Linked DNA regions of Sus scrofa: region 2 is linked to region 1. A link is a contact called in public HiChIP or PLAC-seq data. All regions are on one chromosome and are shown on one strand. Each heading gives the region's core, a stretch centred on a gene start, on an enhancer-like site or on the middle of the called end of the contact. The rest is flanking DNA. Distances are from core to core; before and after follow the strand shown.

Region 1 (4,717 bases), core at 1,011-3,510:
ACTGTAGGTGGATATATGCTGCTTATCCGTCGCTGTGACTGTGTGGCCTATAGAAACCTTAATGATGAAGGCTGGCCTCCTATGTCCACGAACCATGTATTTATATCATGTAGGCTGTGACGTGCTCACAGACAAGCCTTTCATTAACTTGTATGTCTCAGTTATCTAAAGACATACAGAACATTGATTTTTTATTGTCTTGTGGTAGGAACGCTTAATTCTGAAAGTGCTAACAGGTGAGGAATAATTATTTGAAAAGCCTATTAATTATTCAAAAAGGTTTTGAAGTCATAAGGAAAAAAGGGGGTGTTAAGAGTGGCAATTGTTACGTGATGGATAAAAAAGGAAAGGCCTGTGTCCAAAAGCAAGTTGAATTTTAAATTTGGGAGAAGATCCCAGAGATTTAAAAAAAAAAAAAAAATCAAACCCTATAAAAAGGAGCTACAGTTGACTAAACAAAGTAGCCGCCTGGGGACAGAGTTTTTAACAATTGTGCTTATGAACTCATGCCCGATCTTAGCCCAGATGTTTTAAAGGAAATAATGTGACCTTGCTCACTTGTTTCTCTGTTAGACCTGTGTCTGGGTAGAGCTGAGCTTACTTTTGTATCCAGTAGCTCACCGTATACTTTGTAGAGCTGATTGCTTCTAAATGATGTTTGATGCCATTGCAGTGAGTTGCTAGAGTCTGATAAAAGCTTTGGTTTTGGAATAAATGACTTCATGTTTCTATCAGTTGTTGGGTAGGGAAATTAACGGTACACTAAATAATGTTTCAACAATACAGGTGTTGTTCAAGGAATGATAACAGGAATTCGAGGATTATGCAATGGTCTGGGACCAGCTCTTTATGGATTCATTTTCTACATATTCCATGTGGAACTTAAAGAACTGCCAATGACAGGAACAGACTTGGGAACAAACACAAGCCCACAGCACCACTTTGAACAGGTAATTATAAAAAACAGAGTTCGTTTGGCCGGATTGAAAGATGTTTTTAGTCATTAAAGCTTTTTGAGATTCTTATAATTTTAGATGGAATAAAAACACTTTAAAACCAAAGCCTAAGAGACTTAGGTCCTCCTATATACAAACTTCTTTGTAAAACTGGCTGTGCTTTCCTTTTTTCCCTGCATGATTAAATTACGTGTTCTCGATTGGCGTATTATACCAGATGGCACAGGGAACAGCCGTTTGCCTGCACTCCTGCTTGTCTTTCATTGAGACTTCCGGAATGCTAGAATTCCCTGCATTAGGTCTGCCTTCTGTAGGCCATTCACCTGCTCCACCCACCCCCCTCCTTCCTCACCAGCTGAAAACGTTCATTGCAGAACTTCCTCATTTTAGCCAATACAGACAACTCAGGAGCTTCCTTGTATTTGGCAGGGTTCTACACTACTCTTCTAGCCAGCTAGGACTACTTTTAAATAAAAAAGAATGTTTGCGTGTGGGCTCTACACAGGGCAAACTGGCAGCGCAAGTTTTTGCTAAGAATGAATGTAACTTGGGGCTAGAACAAGAGACTGATTGTTTTCATGGCAACAGCATTATTGGTGGTTTTGTTTTGTTTTTCCAGTCACTAGACAATATAGTTACCTTTTAAACAAAGAAAATGATCATTGTTTCTGCTACTTGTACTTAAGCATACTATACTGTATGCTACTTGATTTTACTATTGATAGCAGTTTTCCTCTTGACCTAAAAAAATTAAGGGTCATAGAATATGTTCAGATCTTGTGCTGCAAGTGACAGTATATTTCTGCGTGTTCTATTTAAGAACATCTTTTGGCTGTTTCTTGGGTCAGCTGTAATCCCCCAGAATTTTGTATTGGAAGTATGATAGTGGGAGTTCCCATTTTGTGGCACAGTGGAAACAAATCTGATTAGTGTCCAGGAGGATGCTGGTTTGATCCCTGGCCTCGCTCAGTGGGTTAAGGATCCGGTGTTGCTGTGGCTATGGTGTAGACCGGCAGCTGCAGTTTCAGTTTGACCCCTAGCCTGGAAACCTCCGTATGCCATGGGTGTGGCCCTAAAAAGACCAAAAAAAAAAAAAAAAGTATGAATGCTATCACTAAAAGATAAGCAGTGACTTCTCATGAGCAAGGACGTCTGTGCAGAGATCCTAATTATTGTTCTCTTCCTCAGAATTCCATCATCCCTGGCCCCCCTTCCTTTTTGGAGCCTGTTCAGTACTGCTGGCTCTGCTTGTTGCCTTGTTTATTCCGGAACATACCAATTTAAGCTTAAGGTCGAGCAGCTGGAGAAAGCACTGTGGCAGTCACAGCCATCCTCATAGTACACAAGCGCCAGGAGAGGCCAAAGAACCTTTACTCCAGGACACAAATGTGTGACACCGCAATCAGGAAGACTTCTCTCAGCACCCAGGTCTTAGTTTCACCTGCAGTTCTGGACCTACATTCCATTTCCATCCGCAATGTTCTCTGAGGTTGCCCTAAAGAAATGTATCTGCATGAACTCCGTGGGAACTAAAGACAGAACCGGACAGTTTTCCAAAGATGTTACAATTTCTTTTGAAAAGAAACCTTTTGTTTATTAGCACCAGTTTCTTGCCACTAAGCTGTTTCTTTTATTATACATCCTTTAATTAAAATTAAAAACTATATATGTAACTTCCTAGATACTAGCAACGTCTCTGCTACCATTTCCTTCAGGTGTTGAGCTTTAACTCTATTTATGCTGACTCGCAGTGAGACAGAGTAGGTAGTATGGTGTGGACCTATTCATTTTAACATTGTAAAATCTTGAGTCAGATTTTAATATTGTAAAATCTTGGGTCAAATAATTCAAAGCCTTAATGCAGATGCACTAAAGTAAAGAAATGGTAAACAAATTGTTTGCATTTAAAAAACAAAACTCTTAAAAGAGTATAACTAAATCTGAATCATGTTTCAAGCTTGTTTGTAGTCATTTTATTTTAAACATTATTCACTACTGTTTTTGAAATGAGAAAATATCAGCCATTTAGAATTTAAACTGGGGTGTTTGGAGCCTGTAAATCTAACTGCTGGCTCGAATTTGTTCCCCAGCTACTTATACCACTATACTTTTAATGTTTGCATAATCATAAAAAAACCTCAACACTTGAATACATAATCTAAAAATTATATAGTAAAGCTGGTAGCCTTGAAAATGTCAATGTGATATCTATATGTAGATAAATATATATAGTGGCCTTTCAGGACTGTCACAGTAACACTTTATTTACAGAGCTAATGTTTGTCCTAAATTTTCAGGACCCTAGAAGAGAGCTTTATACAATTACTGATGTGAATTTCTCTAAAGTGTATATTTTTGTGTCCAGTTATATTATTTAAAAAAGTGTTACTTTGTAAAAATTGTACATAAAGTATTGTATAGTTTACACTGTTTTCATCTTGTGTGTGGTTATTGCTTAATGCTTTTTAAACTTGGAACATTCACTATGGTTAAATAAGGTCTTAAAAGAAATGTAAATATTCTGTTAATAAAATTAAAATATTTTAATGATTTTTTTAAAAAGAAAGTCTTGATCTTTGATTCCCTTATAAGGTTGATTTGGCTTTATTTGTTACCGTTATCATGTGTACAGTAACAAATCAAAGCATTATACCTTCTTTTGAATCCATTTCATTTCCCTCATTTAATAAAATACTTTGTAGGAAGACAAAAACAAATTTTCTAAGCATAGGTGTTGTAGGTCAGTCCTGTTTCTGTTTTTATATGCTGTTTACATGTTATACTCCCCCCAAATATTAATACTTTATTAACAAAGCTCACAGTTTACAGAAATACAAAATGTAACATTTTGATTATTAACACATATACAATTGTACACAGCAAAACAGTATCAAATAAAAGTTTTAAGAGGTAGAGCAAATAGCACACTCAAAAGTCTGTATATATACATTTAATACAAAAATATCTTTATCTTTTGGAAATGCTCCCAATTTTCTATGTATTGATATGGAAAAGGATATCTCGGGGATTTTTTTGTCTCTTTAGGGCCACACTCGAGCCATATGGAGGTTCCCAGGCTAGGGGTGGAATTGGAGGGCCGGCCTATGCCACAGCCACAGCAATTTGGGATCTGAGCCGCATCTGCGACCCTACACCACAGCTCACGGCAATACCAGATCCTTAACTCACTGAGCGAGGCCAGGGATCAAACCCGCGTCCTTTGGATGCTACTCGGGTTTGTTAACTGCTGAGCCACAACAGGAACTCCAGGATATCTATATTTTTAAAGAAGAGCTACCTGTATCATGTATCCTATCCAAACCCTTGTCACAATGTTTTATAGTACGTACAGTACATATTATTTACAAGAATGATTCCAGTATTGCCAAGAAGTTTCAAAAACTCCAGAGTACCAGTGCTTTCAAGTTAACTATAACTGAGTATTCTTACTAATACAGTACATCTAAATGACAACTACATAAAAAGTCACTTCCTAATAATGGTTGTTAATTTTTTTAGATTAAGATAGCTTACAAGTTGCCAGAGGAGTTCCAAAGTATCCTAAGACTCAATACTGTGGCTTCATAAGAAAAAATTAGCAAACATTCTTTGTCTTACCATGGAAGCCAGTAACAATGGTATGTCACTGATATATTGAAATGTCTCATTCCTCATCTGTGTAATTCAATCCTTGAGAATAACTCCTTAAAAGAGCACATGAGCATTAGCAATCTCTGCAAATAAAAACTGACATAGAGGTT
Region 2 (4,974 bases), core at 1,722-4,221, 40 kb before region 1:
GCCTTCTCTTAATTCTTTAGAAACATTTAGCTTCAATATCTTAATTCTTTAGAAATATTTAGCTTCAGCCACTTGGCCTTCTCTTCCAGGGATTTCTTTCCCTTCCAAGCTTCCGAATGAAGTGGTCTCATGAACTTTCCAAACATTGGTTCTTGCCTGTTTTCAAGCTCGATCCTCAGCCTTCTCATTAATTTTGGGAACTCTCAATATTCTTCCCAATCAATCCCTTTTGTTTATGTTAACCAATGCTAGTTTCTCTTGACTATAACCAAAGAACCCTAATTGACATGTCAACCTCTTTCTTTTTTGGCCATGCCTGCTGCATGTGGAAGTTCCTGGCTCAAGGACTGAACCAGTACCACAGCGGCTACCCAAGCCACTGCAGTGACAATGCTGGATCTTTAATCTGCTGCATCACAAGAGAGATCAACCTCTTAATGTAAAGCCTCTGAATCTTCCCAACCCAACCCCAAATCACATATAAAGCCACAAGAATATGCGCAATGAGAACAAGACTTGTCTGTGAGAACAGGACTTACCTCTCCTGTTTACTATGACAGCTCTTCTAGCACAATGCCTGGGGCATTCTGTACCTTCACTAGGTCTTAAATTTCCCTTACTACCTTTTTTCCAACAGCACTTACCACAACCTACAATTATCTTCCTTTTGTGTTTGTTTTATAACTCTGTCCTCCAGTATTATTAAGCTCTATGTAGATAAATACCATATCATTTACTGATCTATCTCCAGTGTCTAGTGTCTAGTAAAACAGTGACAAACATTTAGAGGCTTTCAATATTTTTTTGAATGACTGAACAATGATCAGTTCTTAAGGATGATAAAACCAGTGCATCTAGATGAAGTATGATTTTGAAAAAAGTCAACAGTAACCACACAATAAATGATCTTACCAGCCCTCTCCATCCACCCAAAACAAGCTCCTGGGGATTTAGCTATGAAATCTATCTCATCGTACTTTCTCTAAAAAGCTTCGAGTTGGAGTTCAAGTAAATATTTTCAGTAAGAGAATATTTTTAAACAAATGTTGAATTTACTTATTGATGGAAAAACATAATTTGAAGTATGAGGCTAAAATCCCTTTCTTCTCCCTTCCACGGAAATCGGTTTGTTTTCTATTTCTAGTCAGTTATGGAAATAGAAAAAAGAAAATCAATCCAATTTTATTTTGAAATAACTCTAAACTTACAGAAAAATTGTAATAATAATCCAAAGAAGATATTCTCTTTACCCTGTGTGTTAGTTATCTATAGCTGTGTGCCAAATGACCCCCATGCTTAGTGGCTTAAAACAACTACTTTTATCTTACAGTTTCGGAGAGTCAGGAAACCAGGAGTGGCCAACTTGGGTAGTAGTCCTAGATCAAGTTCTCCTGCAGTTGCAGGCAGGTTGCTGGCAGGTGCTGCTGTCAGCCAAAGGCCTGACCAGGACTGGAGGACTGGCTTCCAGCACCACTCACTCACGTATTTGCTGGTAAGAGGCCTCCGTTCCTGGACACAGGACCTCCCCACAGGCTGCCTAAGTGTCCTCGTGTCTTGGTGGCTGGTTTCCACTAGGCTTGGGCCCTGAGAAATGAGGAAGACAGAGCCAGTGGGAGGATGGAGTACTTTCTATGACCTACACTATGAAGTCAGCGCTGTCACTTCCATCATATCCTGTTAGATAACAGTCACTAACCCCAGCCCACCCTCACGAGGAATTAGACTCCACCTCTTCTAGAAAAGAATATCACTCAACTTGTGAACATATCTTAAAACCACCATACCCAAATTTACTATTTTTTTTTTCAACATCTTTCCGTTCTGCTTCATCATTCTCTTACCCTTTCCTCACATACTTATTTCCTAACTATTTCAGAGCAGGTAGCAAGCTCCACATCCCTTCTCTCCTAAAGGCTTATATTCCTTCAGGAAAAGGATAGTCTTTTTTTTTTTTTTTTTTTTGCTTTTTAGGGCCCCTTCTGACATTCCTTTTTTTTTTTTTTTTTGTCTTTTTTGGGCCACACCCACAGCATATGGAGGTTCCCAGGGTAGGAGTCTAATCAGAGCTGTAGCTGCCAGCCTACACCACAGCCACAGCAACGCGGGATCCGAGCCACGTCTGCGACCTACACCACAGCCCACGGCAATTTCGGATCCTTAACCCACTGAGCGAGGCCAGGGATGGAACCCGCAACCTCATGGTTCCTAGTCGGATTCATTAACCACTGAGCCATGATAGGAACTCTACAAAATTGATTGTTAAACAATACAGGCAGCGGGCTACAAAGTGTGACTTAGGTTATGTAAGGTTTTGTTTTTCTCTTTTAGGGCCGCACCTGCAGCGTATGGAGGTTTTCAGACTAGGGGTCAAATTGGCGCTGTAGCTTCTGGTCTACACGGCAGCTCACAGCAACGCTGAGCCTTAACCCACTGAGTGGGGCCAGGTATTGAACCTGCGTCCTCATGGATACTTGTCAGATTCATTTCCACTGAGCCCAGACGGGGACTCCGGTTATGTAAGTTTCTATCAGCGGAGAATAAAGAAAAGGTGCTTCGGTTGAGCTCTAGGCCGCTCCCGCCCCCAGCACCAGAAAGACAAAAAATTGTTTATGAAAACTCAGCTTATTTCTGGGAAACTCTGAACCGTTTCCTTCGGCTCTGGTCTCGGTTAGAACACAGCTGTGGACGGCCCAGAGAGTCTACTCGTCTGGTTAAAATTCCAGTGCAACCGTTTCTCGGCTCTTTCCAGGAGCAGGTAACTTTTAGAAATGTCCAATTCCTCCTCCGTTACGGGGAACTTCCGCGGGCCCCAGCGCCCGGGCGGCTGCGAGGATCCAGCGAGCTGGTGAGCGGCTCGCTCCGCCCGGGATCGCATAGGCGCGCGCCGCCCCCCGGCGGCCGAGCGGGCGGAGCGGCGTCACGTGGGCGGGGCGGCGTCACGTGGGCGGGGCGGGCTCGTCGGCCGATCGCACGATGTGACGCGCCGCCGGAGGCAGGCCGGGCCCTCAAGATGGCGGCGGGCGCCCCGAGCGGCTCGGCCCGGCAGTAGTGGCGGGACGGCACTCGCCGCTGGGGCCGGCCGCCCCGGGAGTGGCTGCAGCAGCGCCAGGAGTCGAGGATGGTAAAATGACCCAGGGGAAGAAGAAGAAACGGGCCGCGAACCGCAGTATCATGCTGGCCAAGAAGATCATCATTAAGGACGGAGGCACGGTGAGCCGGGGGTACCGCGCCGGGGAGGGTCTTGCGGGGCCCGGATCTCTCTCTGCCCCCGCGCTGCCCCCTGCGGCCGCCCCTGGGTGCCCTCCGCCCTCCCTACCCTCCCGCGGTGCCGCTGTCTCGGGCTCCCGGGCCCCCGTGCCTCTGCTCCGGGGGCTTTCCTCTCCTCGCCGGCCTGCGGCCTCCGGGCCGGTCCTCTCGGATGGTGAAGCCGCTCGCCTCTCCCGCACCTGCCGCCCTCTCCGCCGTCGCCCCCGGAGGCCCTGCGGCCCCGAGCCCCCCGCGCTCCTCCTCCGCGGGCAGGGATCGACGCCGGGCTCCGTCGCCGGCCGGCCCACCGTGTCGCCGGGGCGGTGCTGGTGCCGCCCCCTCCCCCCCGCCGTCCAGGCCCCGCGGCCGGGGGCAGTCCCTGCCCTCCCATATGCTGCTAACGGGGTGGCATCTGGCGCGGCGACCCCGGCGGGGCCGGGTCGTGCGCTCGCTCTCTCCTTCCCGGTCCTGGGTCGGTGCTCCTGCCCTTCGCTGCCTGCTGTACGGTAAACACCGTCGGAAGGTGGGCTTCCCCCTGACTTCCCGCAGCAGGAGCGGGACAGAGGACACCTGGGCCTAGACCTGAATCTGCTGGTTTTCACAGGCCAGTCCTCACCCCCGGGCTTCAGAAATCACCTGGTGTATTTTAAAACAAAAAAGACTAGATGGAGTTGTGGCCTGAGGATTGGAAGACCGATTGAGGGCGAGACAAAATTTGTGCTTTTTAGAAACAGTTGTCGTCACAGTAAACTTTATGCATCGTGGTGTCGTTAACCAGCAGGGGACGTAGGCCTCTTAATTGAAAATAACGCGCCTGTACTTTTTTTATGCTGAAAATTCTCCATTGCTACGCTCTCTAGTCTTTGTTGCCTTCTTTGATATCATGTTCTGAAATAGAATGGAAAAGTGAAATGCATATGTCACTTCTCCGAGAAATAGGCAGAAATGGTTCCTTTTCCCCCCATATTTGCTTATATTTTGTTGGAGCCCTCAACTACTAGCACAGGGCTAAATATGTGAGGCTTTGCTGTATTCATTTGAAATGAAGAACAACTTTCTTTCGACATTTCAGAATATGTCCCAGTCAGTCTGCTAAAATTTAGAAAACTTGGGACATATGGAACAATTTCAGCATATACTTTTACTTAACTGTCAAATGTATAGATGTCATAACTTTGACATTTAGTGAAAAAAGAAGCTTTGAAATTCAAGTCCTCAAATTTTGTTGTATTTGATTAATTAAAACATTACTTTGATTAAATCAACTGTGAATTGTCATGGCTCTTTTGACCAAGTTGGTCAGAACTACTATGTGAGGAAAGAAATAGCATGAAAGAATACTGATTGCCTTTGTCAGTCATAGGGACTTGATATTTTTCATTCTTCATAAAAACCCACAAAATAGAATCGGCAAAGGATTGTATTTTGTAAAAGCAAGTGATACTTAAGATCAGTATCTTTTACAAGAGATAAGAATGAATCTGTGATCAAGAAACACACCTTCCGGTTTCCTTGTTAAGTTCAGTTTTATTTCTGTCTCTGGAGGTTGTTGTTTCTGTTTTATTAGCTTTATAGCAGTTAAATCCTGTGAGATTTGGAAGAGGTTATTTTAACTTTTTTTTTATCTTGTGATTTATTAAAGTTGTGGTGAATTCATAGCTTGCTTTTGGACATAAAATTGTTTTTTACCCCAGCAATATGTTTTTAAGAGGGGACATAGAATAAATG

What was found. HiChIP or PLAC-seq counts read pairs in DNA pulled down with a chosen protein or histone mark.
Region 2: an H3K27ac HiChIP or PLAC-seq map of skeletal muscle shows a contact between it and region 1. The contact joins the promoter of MFSD14A here to the enhancer-like site in region 1. A contact is called at or near these places in 6 of 47 Hi-C or Micro-C datasets (heart right ventricle, liver and skeletal muscle) and 2 of 2 datasets of contacts at active chromatin or transcription factors (alveolar macrophages and skeletal muscle).

The regions. Positions count from the first base shown.
Region 1 is chr4:118,047,899-118,052,615 of Sscrofa11.1, reverse strand. It overlaps SASS6 (spindle assembly abnormal protein 6 homolog), which reads right to left. Exons shown (of 17, transcript XM_021090148.1): 17 at 3,487-4,717. MFSD14A (hippocampus abundant transcript 1 protein) reads left to right here. Exons shown (of 13, transcript XM_013997351.2): 11 at 787-950; 12 at 2,145-2,157; 13 at 2,160-3,522. The coding sequence ends at 2,350. Among named protein-coding and RNA genes, the nearest start is that of MFSD14A, 40 kb to the left of the region's middle. Within about 2 kb of position 2,260, at least 20 of the 83 cell types and tissues checked have an H3K27ac peak or open chromatin away from gene starts, as enhancers often do. A contact at or near this core is called in alveolar macrophages, liver and skeletal muscle, where this site is marked.
Region 2 is chr4:118,088,371-118,093,344 of Sscrofa11.1, reverse strand. MFSD14A (hippocampus abundant transcript 1 protein) reads left to right here and starts at 2,971. Exons shown (of 13, transcript XM_013997351.2): 1 at 2,971-3,210. The coding sequence starts at 3,127.